Linked DNA regions of Drosophila melanogaster: region 2 is linked to region 1. Evidence: chromatin contacts called from public Hi-C data. All regions are on one chromosome and are shown on one strand. The core of a region is the stretch at or near the end of the contact, and the rest is flanking DNA. Distances in the headings are between cores, read along the strand shown. Region 1 holds the start of qin. Region 2 holds the start of Cyp12a5 (Cytochrome P450 12a5).

Region 1 (5,544 bases), core at 2,595-5,094:
CGCAGTTTATAGACTATCTAATTGATGGGCCAAGACAATCGCTGGAGGAAGAGCAGCAGCACTCCCAGCATGAGCGACCATCGGCTCATCAGCCGCCCCAGCATGCCTACATCCTGGTGACCACGACAGCTCCACATATCGAGCATCAGCCTGCACCGCAAATGCATCCAGAGATTTCCACACCGCGTCCACCGATTCTCTATAACCAACAGCCCACACTTCGATTACGTCCCGTGCATACTTACAAGGCCACCAGGCGTCCCATTTACGTGACCACACCCGCACCCGCAGTGTCGCCGACTTCAAGTCACACGGTAGAGATTACGCCCAAATTTGTTTACGTTTCGGGGAAGCCTCCTACTGGCCAAAACCCAGAGTTACCGCTTAGAGAACCATCTACGGTAACGCCTATTAAACTTAAGCCCGTTTACAAATACGCCCATGAGCGCCCTCCATTAACGCCTGCATACGTACCAGAGGATCAGGATCAGCTACCAGATATTCGCACCTCATCACTGGCCGAAATCCTTCACAAGCTTCAAGCGAGCAATCATCTTCCGCAAACCCTAACACCCGACAACATCGACAACTCCATCAAAACATTGATCCGCATACTGCAAAATCTAAAGCAAACCCAAACCATTGTGGCTAATCCTCCGCAGCATCACGACGAGCACAAGTCCAGTGCCCAGGATTATGATTACAATACGGGCAGCGAAGAGGAACACCATTCTCAATCAGAGGAAGCGATTGCCAGACCCAAGGGACCAAGTGAGTAGCCTTTACTTTATTATGTTTCCCTATTTTATTTCCATTTGAATAGATAAACATCCAGGACCAAGCACTGGAAGACCTGGCATCGATTATCCGAACTATGCGGAGATCCCTCAAACCAGTTTTGAGTGCACCAAGCAACGCTACAAGGGATTCTTTGGCGATCCGGAGACCAATTGCCAGGTCTGGCATTACTGTGATCTCAATGGAGGAAAGGCTTCGTTCCTTTGCCCCAATGGAACCATATTTAGTCAGGTAAATGGGCGAACTTATGTTATACACATGTTAAGAATTAAACAATTAAAAACATATATAAAAACAGATTGCCTTAACTTGCGATTGGTGGTTCAATGTCAAATGTTCAACAACCGCACAACTTTATGTGCTGAACGAACGACTTTACAAGTACATTCTGCCTTTTAATCCAAAGTTCCCCGAGGACTACAACGGACCTATTGTGGATAAGTAAGACACTCTTATATGATTCGAAAGTATTAATTAACAAACGTGTCATTTACTTAAGGTATCTGGCAATGAAATTCCAGGAAATGGAGGAGAAGATGCGCCTGGAGAAACAACGCAAGGCGGCCCAAGAGGCACAGAAGCCCGAAGAAGCACCATCTACTCTACCTGCGTTGCCCAAAAATCACAAGCCAGAACCGAAACATGGTAGCGGAATAAATGCCCAGGTCTATGAGCAAAGCTCTGAGAAAAACTTGCTGATCGATGATGAGATAGATGATATTTCGGAGCGTGGGACCTACGATACGTACGACCAGACCGCACCCACAACTATAATGGCACCCACGAGCACCCAGGACACGCAGTCCTTTGTCCTTAAACCAATCGTAGTTTCCTCCACTCCACAACCGCTGCCAGAGATTGATTTCGAAGTTGAGCCAACAGCTCCAGGCAGCAGCGAAGAGGAGGATCACCTGCAAAGTCTAAGGGAAACTAAGGAAGCTGAGAAGAAAACGCGTGAATCCACAAAGGTGAGCGTGGAAAAGCTGGAAGTAATCGAGATCAAAACCGATGGAAACACCGGACAACTAATGCCCATCAAGAGCAGTAGCAAATGAGCATTTTGTGGAGAGGATGAATAGCTCTTGCCATATTTGTAATGAGAAATTTGTTTGCGACTTGGTTGTATAATCCCTAAATTATTCTTAGCGAGCAAGTACTGTAAATAGCTAGCTGTAAATGCAACTGTATACATACCTATAGCTATAGTGAAATAAAATCTGACAAGTAAGTAAAAACGATCATAGCACTTACCTGTTTGCCATTGAGGACATGAATATGAGCCATGTTGAGTGAGTTTAAAGTCGTGGGAATCTCGGAAGCATAGCTTTGATTCTGTGGAAGAAATCAATTAATATTAGGTGGATTATTATTATTAGATTAATCACGATATTTCAAGTTGCTAGTGCGCAACGTAATGGATTTATAAGTACAATGCCACAATTTATGTGTACCTCATAGATATGTAAATTCTAAAGCATGTACGTTTTGTAAGCTAGCATTTGAAACCATATTGTAGATCTCAAAACTAACGTGCTTAAAATCTTATTCAGAACATTTAAATAAGCAATTACATATACAAATATGGCAGGGAAATGTTTCAATATTTCAAAAATTATACTAACAATCTCGATTAGCTTCCGTATGCGATGCCCGCTATGATGCACGGTGGAGCAAATTTGGCAGTGGGATCGGTAACACTTCATACAGTACTTGTCTTTGGGCATTCGGTGATGGATGCAAAGGTTCTGACTCGGCAATGTGAAGTACTGATCCCCCACTCTGAGTTTCTTGCTGAAACTACTGTCCTGTTCCGTAGAATTGCGAAAAATATGCGACTTTAGTACGCGACTACGTTTGTGGACAGCATCAAAGCAACGGCGGCAGTAGAAGGCATTGCATTGCCTGCACTCTCCGCTGGCAGTGGCATTCCCGCACTCGCTGCACTTGACGGTCTGGACAATCTCGCTGATCGAACTGGGGCTCAGCGATTGGTTTGCCGAGTCCTTGGCAAATGGCAGAAGGTAGCTGAGGCTACTGGTCCTACCCAGCACGTGGTAGTTTAGTTCGTACAAATCGCGCAAATTGGCGACCGACTTGCAGTCCGATCTCTTGGCCACAATCGTAGGAGGAGCTGGACTATGGCACACGGCGCACTTCGGATCCAGGCGATCGTTCCACAAGCAGCTCTCGCAGAGAGTATGACCGCATCCCAGTAGAAAGGGACGATGATTGTCTGTTGATTAAAAGCAGGTTTCAAGTTAAGCTTTGAAAATATCGTACTAACAAAATATGAAATAAACAGTCGTTTAGATCCCATCTGACAATATTAATTGGTTCGAGAACAATATTTGTGCTAAAAAAAATTGAACTGCAGGGTTTATTTCATTACCCAACATAAACATTCATAAACTTGTGCATGCATACATATATACATATGCACATACATATGTAAAATTACTGTACACCTGTTTAGAATCAGACGCCAAAGTGAACGGAAAAACTTTTGCAGTAATGTGAGTGAGTATCTTCAAAACGGCTCTTCATGTTTGGCTCTGGCTTCTTATTTTTCTTAAATATGTTTCAATTCATTTAACAAGTAACCTTTCAAGCTGCCAGCAGCCTTTTTACTACATTTTAGTTAACGTTTTTACACTCCTTGTACTATTTTCCATTTTTCTTGCCTGAACTTGTCAAGCTTTCATGGTGGCAACACTTGTTCAATAAGTGATGCAGCATTTGCCATTGCTTATACCAATTGTAGCCCCCCACAGTCTAAAAAGTTATGAATTGAAAAAGCCAATTATGTTTGGCCAAATTCCTATGCCACACAGTTGAGCACTTACCTTCTTCAGAGTTCGTATTGTATAAGTAAGTAAAACATTTTGAACATTTTGGGCACCGCAGAAGATTCTGCAGATTGGACGCCACAAACTTGGGATCAAAGGGCTTTATTCCACTGTCGTCGGCAATCATGATCGAATCTTAGCACGAGCCGACGGGAAATACTGCACTTTAATTACTACACTTTTATTTAATTCCCGACTTCCAAGCTGTCACACGAAGAACAGTTATTCAAGCACGCCGGCGAAAAGGAAGAGGGAGATGGTGATGGCAGCCCTTCGATGACAGTATCGATAAGATTGCTCCAAAAAATATCGAAGGCAATTATCAATAAAGTGGGAACAGTTAGTCTCAGTAAAAGTGGGAAGAGTATTTGATGGGCATTGTCAGTGAATAGTTCAAAAATGATCTCTTTAAAAGGCATATTCCAAATAAATAGATAATTATACTTACTTTAACATAATAAACGGACGACACCAATCTCTTCCCAATAAAAGACTTTTTTCCCTTAAGCACCTTTATTTTAACATACTACAAATTTGACCAAATACCGCTGTCGAATCGATTAACTCCAAGTTAGCCGAACATGGAATCCAAAAGAGTGTTCTCCCGCTCCCGTCGGTTAGCTTCATCCTGCCTAAACCTGCGCAACTCCTCGTAAACAGGATCATCAGTTTCCAGTTCATAGCGACACAGAGGACAGGAATTCGTCTGCAAGATTCAAAACAGAATATAGTTAATAGGAACATTTTTAAACATAAGCATAAGATTCTATTTTGATAACTTATCTACGTATGTATGTACCTTCTTCAGCCAGAGCAGGATGCACTCCTCGTGGAACTCGTGCTTGCATGGAAGGATCCTGTACTTCTGGCCCTCTTCAGCTGGCTCCTTGCACACAGAGCACTCCAAATCGCCGCCCTCGTCCGATTTGACGATTTCATGAACTGGTAGCTCCAGAATGGCTCGCTTGGAGGCCTCTGGCACCTCGATCTCCATATCGATGCCATTCATGATGGCCAAAACCTGAAGGCGCTTTAGATTTCTGGCCAAATCGTTTGCGCCCAGTGGTCCAGTGGGTTCATGACCCAGTTCCTCGAAGTAGTCGGACATGGCTGAAATTGTTGTAGCAGAAATTCGTAGATGGTAGCTTGATGGCAAAATCCTCAGATCCTAGATATATGTATACTTTCGAAACTTTCCACTTGATAATTTTGTACCTACATACATATGTAAATATCATAACTATTAGGAGCCAAATGTGATTTTTATTCGAGTTTCTCGTATACAATTGATAACAGTCTATCTGGGTTAAAACTCCATTTAAATTAATTTGTTGCAGCAACTTTATTGCTAAGTATCTAAGAGGTCTTTGCATTTAAAACGCTAGCAAGTATTGGTTTTTTTTCTAGGACTAAAATTCTTCGTTTAGTGGCTGGCAGCCCAGCAATGCTCTTTAAAAAGTCTAAAATTACAGGCATACACTGGCTTCTTTATTACGTGAGCTAGGACAAAGTCCACCCAATCAATGCTTCACTGTACTTGTTACTTATTCATTATTAGTTCTGCCAAAGAATGCTTAAGCAGTAAGAATATCTTATTCTGTCATCTTCTGAGCTTCATAAAGATGAATATTTGCAAAGGAGTTTTTTTTTTAAATTAACTTTCAATTTGATTTAAATTAAAAAGTAAACAATGCTTTTCCAACTGGAATCCCAAAACCAAACCAAAACAAAACCAATTCCATTCCAATGAAAACACAAAACTAAATTCCTTTTCGTTTCTATTTTTTTGTAATTTTCCTTTTTTACTATACGAAGTTTAAAATTATTCATTTTTAAAGTAATTGATTTACGATTTACTTCAAGGTAGTTTTACAGAGCTTGAATCATAGTTTCTACTCCT
Region 2 (5,818 bases), core at 329-2,828, 540 kb before region 1:
TCCTCGCTGTACAGGGAATTTATGGGAATCATGGACACAATCGTGCCAGCTGGTACCCGATAACCACTAATTACAGAATCCCTAGTCAGTCCGCGGGCATTTCCAATTACAAGAGGGTAGACACGCTGGGATTCCTTTATGCAGGCACGCAGATAGGGAACGTTCTTCATCGAAGCTTCCGTAAACTCGGAATCCTTGTTGGGCAGCACCTTCATAACCTCCTCCCTGAGCCGGGCCTGCTTCTCCGGATTCTTGGCGAGGCACAGCAAGAGAGCCGTAAAGGTGCTCGAAGTCTGGATGGCAGCAAATATATTATACACTCCATAAATTTGTATGATCACTTACAGTATCCACTCCCGCCATGAGCATATCCATGGCCATAACGGTGGCAACTTTCTTGTCAACCTTCAGTAGTTTCTCGAGGACACTCTGTTCATGTTCCGGACGGACCACACCTTCTTTGGCTTCCTTCTCCAAGCGTTCGATCGCCTCATCCACGTACTTTAGAGTAACTTCCTGAACACTATCCATTGTTCTGAGCATTTTCTTCAGCAGTGGTGTCTTGAAATATCTCCAGAGAGAGGGCTTCATCTCCAGATCGGCCGAGTGCAAGAAGAACTCGTCCAGGTACTTGAAGAGCTTGGTTGCTTCGCTGTTCTTCCCCGATTCCCTAAGTAGACCTAGCTGCTTATCCAGGGCCACCACGGATACGGATTCTAGAGTCCAGCGGTTAATGGTTTCCAAGAAATTGCCAGGCACCTCCTGAGTGCTGGCATCCCTTATTTCTTTAATGCTAATGTAAAATATTTAAATGCAGAAAATTGAGAAATGTTTTATGTTCTTACAGCTCCACAAATTCCTGGTTAACCTGCGACATCTTTTTGAAGTACAATCTCACATTCTTGGGCTGCATCAGCACGGGATTCACAATGGATCGAAAGTCTCCCCAGGATTTTCCCTGCGAGGGAATGATCCCTTGAACACCATCGAAAAAGTCCTTTCTGTAAACCGTTCGATGATATCGCAGTATATCACTGCCCGGTCTGAATGGCCACACACCTTCGTTGCGGAAAACCACCTCAAAGTCCTTTGGGTTGTGTGTCATCACTAAGCCATCCCTTCCCATCATTCCGGGCAAAAAGATTATGTTTCCGTAATCCTGGCGCAAGGCATCAATCATTTCCATCATCTCCAAGTTCTTGTATTTCCCACCGGGCAGTGCGCTTTTGGCGAATAAGGACAAGATATTTGCCTTCGGAATCTCTTCGAAGGGCTTGGCCTGCAGCCATTCCGGATCGTTTCTGATCTCAGCTGTTGGCACATTTGTCTGCCAACGCTGGAAAATGATCCAATCAAGAGTTATGTATTTTTCATGTAAACATAAACATATACACATTATTGTATATTCTCATTTCAATTTATTCGTAAATTGCCACTGTTTTTATACCAAAACCTTATTATTTGTTTACCTGTTGACTTGCAGAGAAGACGATGGGTTTTTGCGACTGAAGTATATTAAGTGCGATACGCCCTTTCAACATTTTGCACGCTGCCTAATTCACGGTCAAAGTGAAACTACTCATACCAGTTGTTCGTTTTATAAGCTTTATATTTCTGTGGGGCCGGGCGAGCTTTACTATACATTTGAGGAAAACAGCAACCTAAAAGATACTTTGGAAGAGAAAGAGAGCAACGAACAGGTTCGCGTGTATTTGAGAATTGCTAACGAAAACATATGGCAAACATTCGGTCATTAAAATATACATATGTATATTTCTGGGAATTAGTACCGACTAGAATATACCTTTTCTTTAAGATATATCTTTAATAGATAGGAACTAAGCATTAAATAGTGGTGGAGAATTAAAAAAAAGATCGACAAGTGCATAATATATGCATATTACATATGTAATAAATATCGACATATGTGGTATGACCATTAATATCATAGTTTTTCTGACACATGATAGTTAAAGCCCACTATCGAAAATACCCATAGTTATTTGAATCGAATAATAAGTATTATCGCTGATGGGATTGGTCAAATTTATTGGCATAGGTTCAAAACAATTGTTCGAAAGAGAGTAAGTTATCGAGCGAATATTTTATCTAATCAGCTGTTTTCTTGACGCCAATTCAGCTGACAAACAATTTTCAATTGCAAAATTTAAGTTTATAAGTATAAAAAATTGCATCAGAAAATTTGAACATTCGATCGCTGATTATGCGAGGTACGTATTTTCTTTGAAGCGAAATATGATTATCTTTATTCTGAAGAATAAAAGCTCTGGGTTTTAGTTTTCCATTTATTTATTTAGACTGTATTTTATTTATGTTTACCATATATGCATGTATGTATTTGTTCAAACACCAAAAAGTTTAGTTTTGCTAATCAAATTGTTGGCATACCCATAGATAGTTGCCATCTTATGAAGTATACAACTTTTCGTCCTCGAATAGTGATATATAAATATTCGTTTAGATTAATGACTTAACAATAGATTACTAATAAATTAGAGTTGCACAAATCGTTTGAGTTTGCATTCGTTAAGCATATTTTTACATGACAATTTCCGCGCGAAACAATTTGGCACGCTGGGCAAAGATATAGATATATGTATGTACGTATAGTATGTTTTTATGGAGCAATTCAGAAGATATTATTCGTTGACTCTAAGGACTAAGTGTCTATGACAGTTTCGTATATTATTTAAATGATAATTCCTTTAGCATTGAGCAGGCTTAACTAGCAGACTGAGTGGAACTAATCCTGGCTGGCAGATCCATTCATCTGCTGGTAGTTGCACACGATCTTTGCTGCATCGTTCATCATCTTGGCCGTGGAGCGGACGAGGAACATCAAATGACACTCGTCGTAAACGGTCAGCTCGACCCGGGTACGCACCAATCCGTGCAGAACGGTGGCCCTCTCCAAATCCAGCCAGCGCTGAAGGTCTAGCTCCCGCTCCTTAGCGGATCCGGTGAGCGCCACATCCGAAGGGCCCCACAGTACGAACTCCAGCACAGCCTTCGCCTTGGACAGGGACTCGGCTCGCTCCTGCTGCAGAATGTCCGCCAGGATGGGCGTGATCTTTGTTGCGGGCAGCATGTCGGTCAAGGCCGAGTGGGCACATTTACAGAGCGTACCCATGGGCTCGTCGTCGTCATTGTTGTTTCTAAATGGGCAAAGCGATTATCAGTAAGATTTATAAGTTTTAGAGTTTGATCCCAACTCACCCCTGCAGCACACAGAGTCGCGCCTGGGCGTCCTTGTTGTCCATGTCCTTGGACAGCACCACATTGGACAGACTGAGCGGCGTCTCCTCGATCGCCTTGGCCTGCAGATTCTTCATTCCGTTGACCAGCTGCAGCATGATGAAGGCCACCTCCCGCGTCATCACATCATCGAATGCAGGCATGGCATTTGCATTCGTTGATCCATCTTCTGCGCCCATCGAATTGGCCGAGGATTCTTCGTTCAGTGTACTTAGATTCTGCACCGAGACTACATTCCTTAGATTGCCAGCAATTAAACCATTTCCATCCTTCAGGCCACTGAGATTTGGAATCGAGCCGCGGAAATTGAAGTTGCTCTTGTCCAGCACCTGCGACTTGCCCTTGAGTATTGATCCGATCGATTGTAGGGTCTCCAGCTGCAAACGGGGCAACACCGAGATGGTGGCCTGCAGCAGGGTCACCTCCGTCGAGGGCATCAGCGGCAGTTGATAGCTGGGCACCAGGTCACAGAATTCGGTCACCGGATTGAGCACATCGCTCACTCCGCCCGACAGCTGGCTGAGTTCCCCAGCCACGCCGCCCAGTTGGTTGCAGTCGGCCGACAGGGCCAAGGTCACCGGCGAGGAGCTCCACAGGGCGGCATGGAAGGCCTTCTTGCCCACCACAAAGGCTTGGGTTCCCTCCAAAATGGTAAAGTCCTCGTAGCGCAAGTTGATGGCATTGGCCAGCGGACGCAAGGCGGCCGGCACCACTGGAGTTTGCTGAAGCTGATTAGGAATATAATTAGTTTAGTTGTTTTAAATTATTAGTATGTGTATTCCCACCTGATCTAGCACCTGGGCGAGGGCCTCGTGATTGGCCACCACCACGGCGGTGTAGTTATCCTCAATGGTCTTGTGCACGACACTGCGTCCCTTGCGCATGCGCAAACGATTCGTGGCCTTGCTGCGGTTCTTGTTAGCCTATGAAAGTAAACGTTTTTAATAAGTTTTTATTTCTTGCTGTAGTTATTGTTAAGATTGAATTCACCTGTGGCATGCCCCAAACGCTGTCGTTGATGTCCGTGGCCACATCGCCGCCCGCCTCGCTACCGTAATAGCTGTACGGAGCATAGATATCGAACTCGCCCACCTCACTGCCCGCATAAGAGGCGGAGATGATGCGTGGAATGTTGGCTAAAAGTGAAAGTGGAGGTATTAGGTATTAGTTACAATAAACTTTTAGTGCTCAATGTTCGTATGAGGTTTTTTTCTAGCAAGGATCTTATAACCTACCCAAGCTGTTGTTCAATCCGTAGTTTCGCACCGGTCCATACTCGCTGCGCGAATAACTGGCAATGGAGGCCGTGTCCGAGTAGATATTGTTACGTCTCGTGGCCTGGGTCAATCTCTGGCCAGCCACGGACAGATCGATGTTGCTGCGCGTTGGCGGCGGAGGAGGAGTCGATGTGGAGGGCGTGGGTGTGGTATTTCCATTGGCAGCTGGCGGTGTCGGAGAACCCATCTTCACGAACTCGTACATGTTCTCATAGTCGCGCTTGTCCTTCAGATAGCTATCGATGGTGCTGTTGATCTTGCGGACTGAATCCTTGAGACTGCTGCGCTGGGCAGCATCCGCTGCATCCATGGATCGCTGCTCGAAGATCTCCAGTTTGCTGGAGATCGACATCTTCGGCTCGCTTTTCTTTTGGGGTATACGCTCAAAGGTGCTGGTCCTGCTGTTGGCAGTCGATGCGGACTTTCCTGCCTCCTGACCACTGCTGCTGCTGTTGGCATTGGTCTTACCCATCGTCTTGCCCTGATCCGTGGCTACATTGTCACCGTTTGACGAGCAAATGGAGATAGTGTCGGTGAGGACTCCACGCTTGCGCACCAGTTCCAGTTGGGCCTCCCTTTCCCGCATGCTGGCCGTGCGCTCCGGCTTTCTGGGCGCAATCGATGAGCGGATTTCACCTGTGAAGCATAGAAAATTTGAAATTTAGTTAAGTGAGATGCATTGCTACCAGTCTAAGTAATTAATAACTAATCAAATCGAATGGGTGCGGGACCGAGTGCAGGACATGCAGTCAAAACCTGCAGGTGAAGTCAAGCACCCCGGTGTGCCACTCATAACGGAGGATAGAGAAGACAAACAATCAGAAAAAGGCAAGTGCCTAAAATAATACATTTAATTTAAATAATAAACAAAGCAAAAAAAATATATATATTTAAATTGAGTACAAAAATTCTTCCACCCATACAAATTTTATGCATACAGAAAATGACCTGCTCCAGGGTAGCAAAACACTCGGATATTTTTTATTGCCGCAAGTAGAGTGTTAAAAAGTGTCAGTGGCTTTCTGCATTTTTCTGGTTTGCTGGCATCCAAGAATTGCGGAAAATCCGGCTCCACCCTCGTATTTCTACACCTGGGGGCCAAGTAGTTAGACAACCTGTGAGTACTAATTGCGATTTTGACCCACATTCGTGCCAAATTACAATTCGCATGGTGCTGCTGCTGCTGCTGCTGCTGCTGCTGGTGGTCAGCTTGAATGAGGTTGCTCTCGGATCTGGGTCTTTCTGGCGCTCTTCACCGTCCTCGA

What was found. Hi-C and Micro-C count contacts between places; a contact is called where the count stands out from the background.
Region 2: a contact with region 1 is called in a Hi-C map of the Kc167 cell line, with 2.2 times the contacts expected there. The contact joins the promoter of Cyp12a5 here to the promoter of qin in region 1. A contact is called at or near these places in 2 of 107 Hi-C or Micro-C datasets (the Kc167 cell line and the S2 cell line).

The regions. Positions count from the first base shown.
Region 1 is chr3R:18,589,327-18,594,870 of dm6, reverse strand. It overlaps qin, which reads right to left and starts at 3,844. Exons shown (of 10, transcript NM_142478.3): 1 at 3,642-3,844; 2 at 2,421-3,031; 3 at 2,050-2,130. The coding sequence starts at 3,771. CG7694 reads right to left here. Exons shown (of 4, transcript NM_142472.4): 3 at 4,444-4,754; 4 at 4,145-4,350. The coding sequence starts at 4,752. The coding sequence ends at 4,216. It overlaps fray (frayed), which reads right to left. Exons shown (of 4, transcript NM_001300466.1): 4 at 5,412-5,544. It overlaps CG14304, which reads left to right. Exons shown (of 9, transcript NM_142474.4): 6 at 1-771; 7 at 824-1,029; 8 at 1,097-1,239; 9 at 1,298-2,070. The coding sequence ends at 1,853.
Region 2 is chr3R:19,128,408-19,134,225 of dm6, reverse strand. Cyp12a5 (Cytochrome P450 12a5) reads right to left here and starts at 1,578. Exons shown (of 4, transcript NM_142525.4): 1 at 1,470-1,578; 2 at 846-1,336; 3 at 346-793; 4 at 1-293. The coding sequence starts at 1,541. CG6040 reads right to left here. Exons shown (of 8, transcript NM_142524.4): 4 at 4,512-5,189; 5 at 4,267-4,412; 6 at 4,062-4,199; 7 at 3,238-4,004; 8 at 2,297-3,176. The coding sequence ends at 2,765.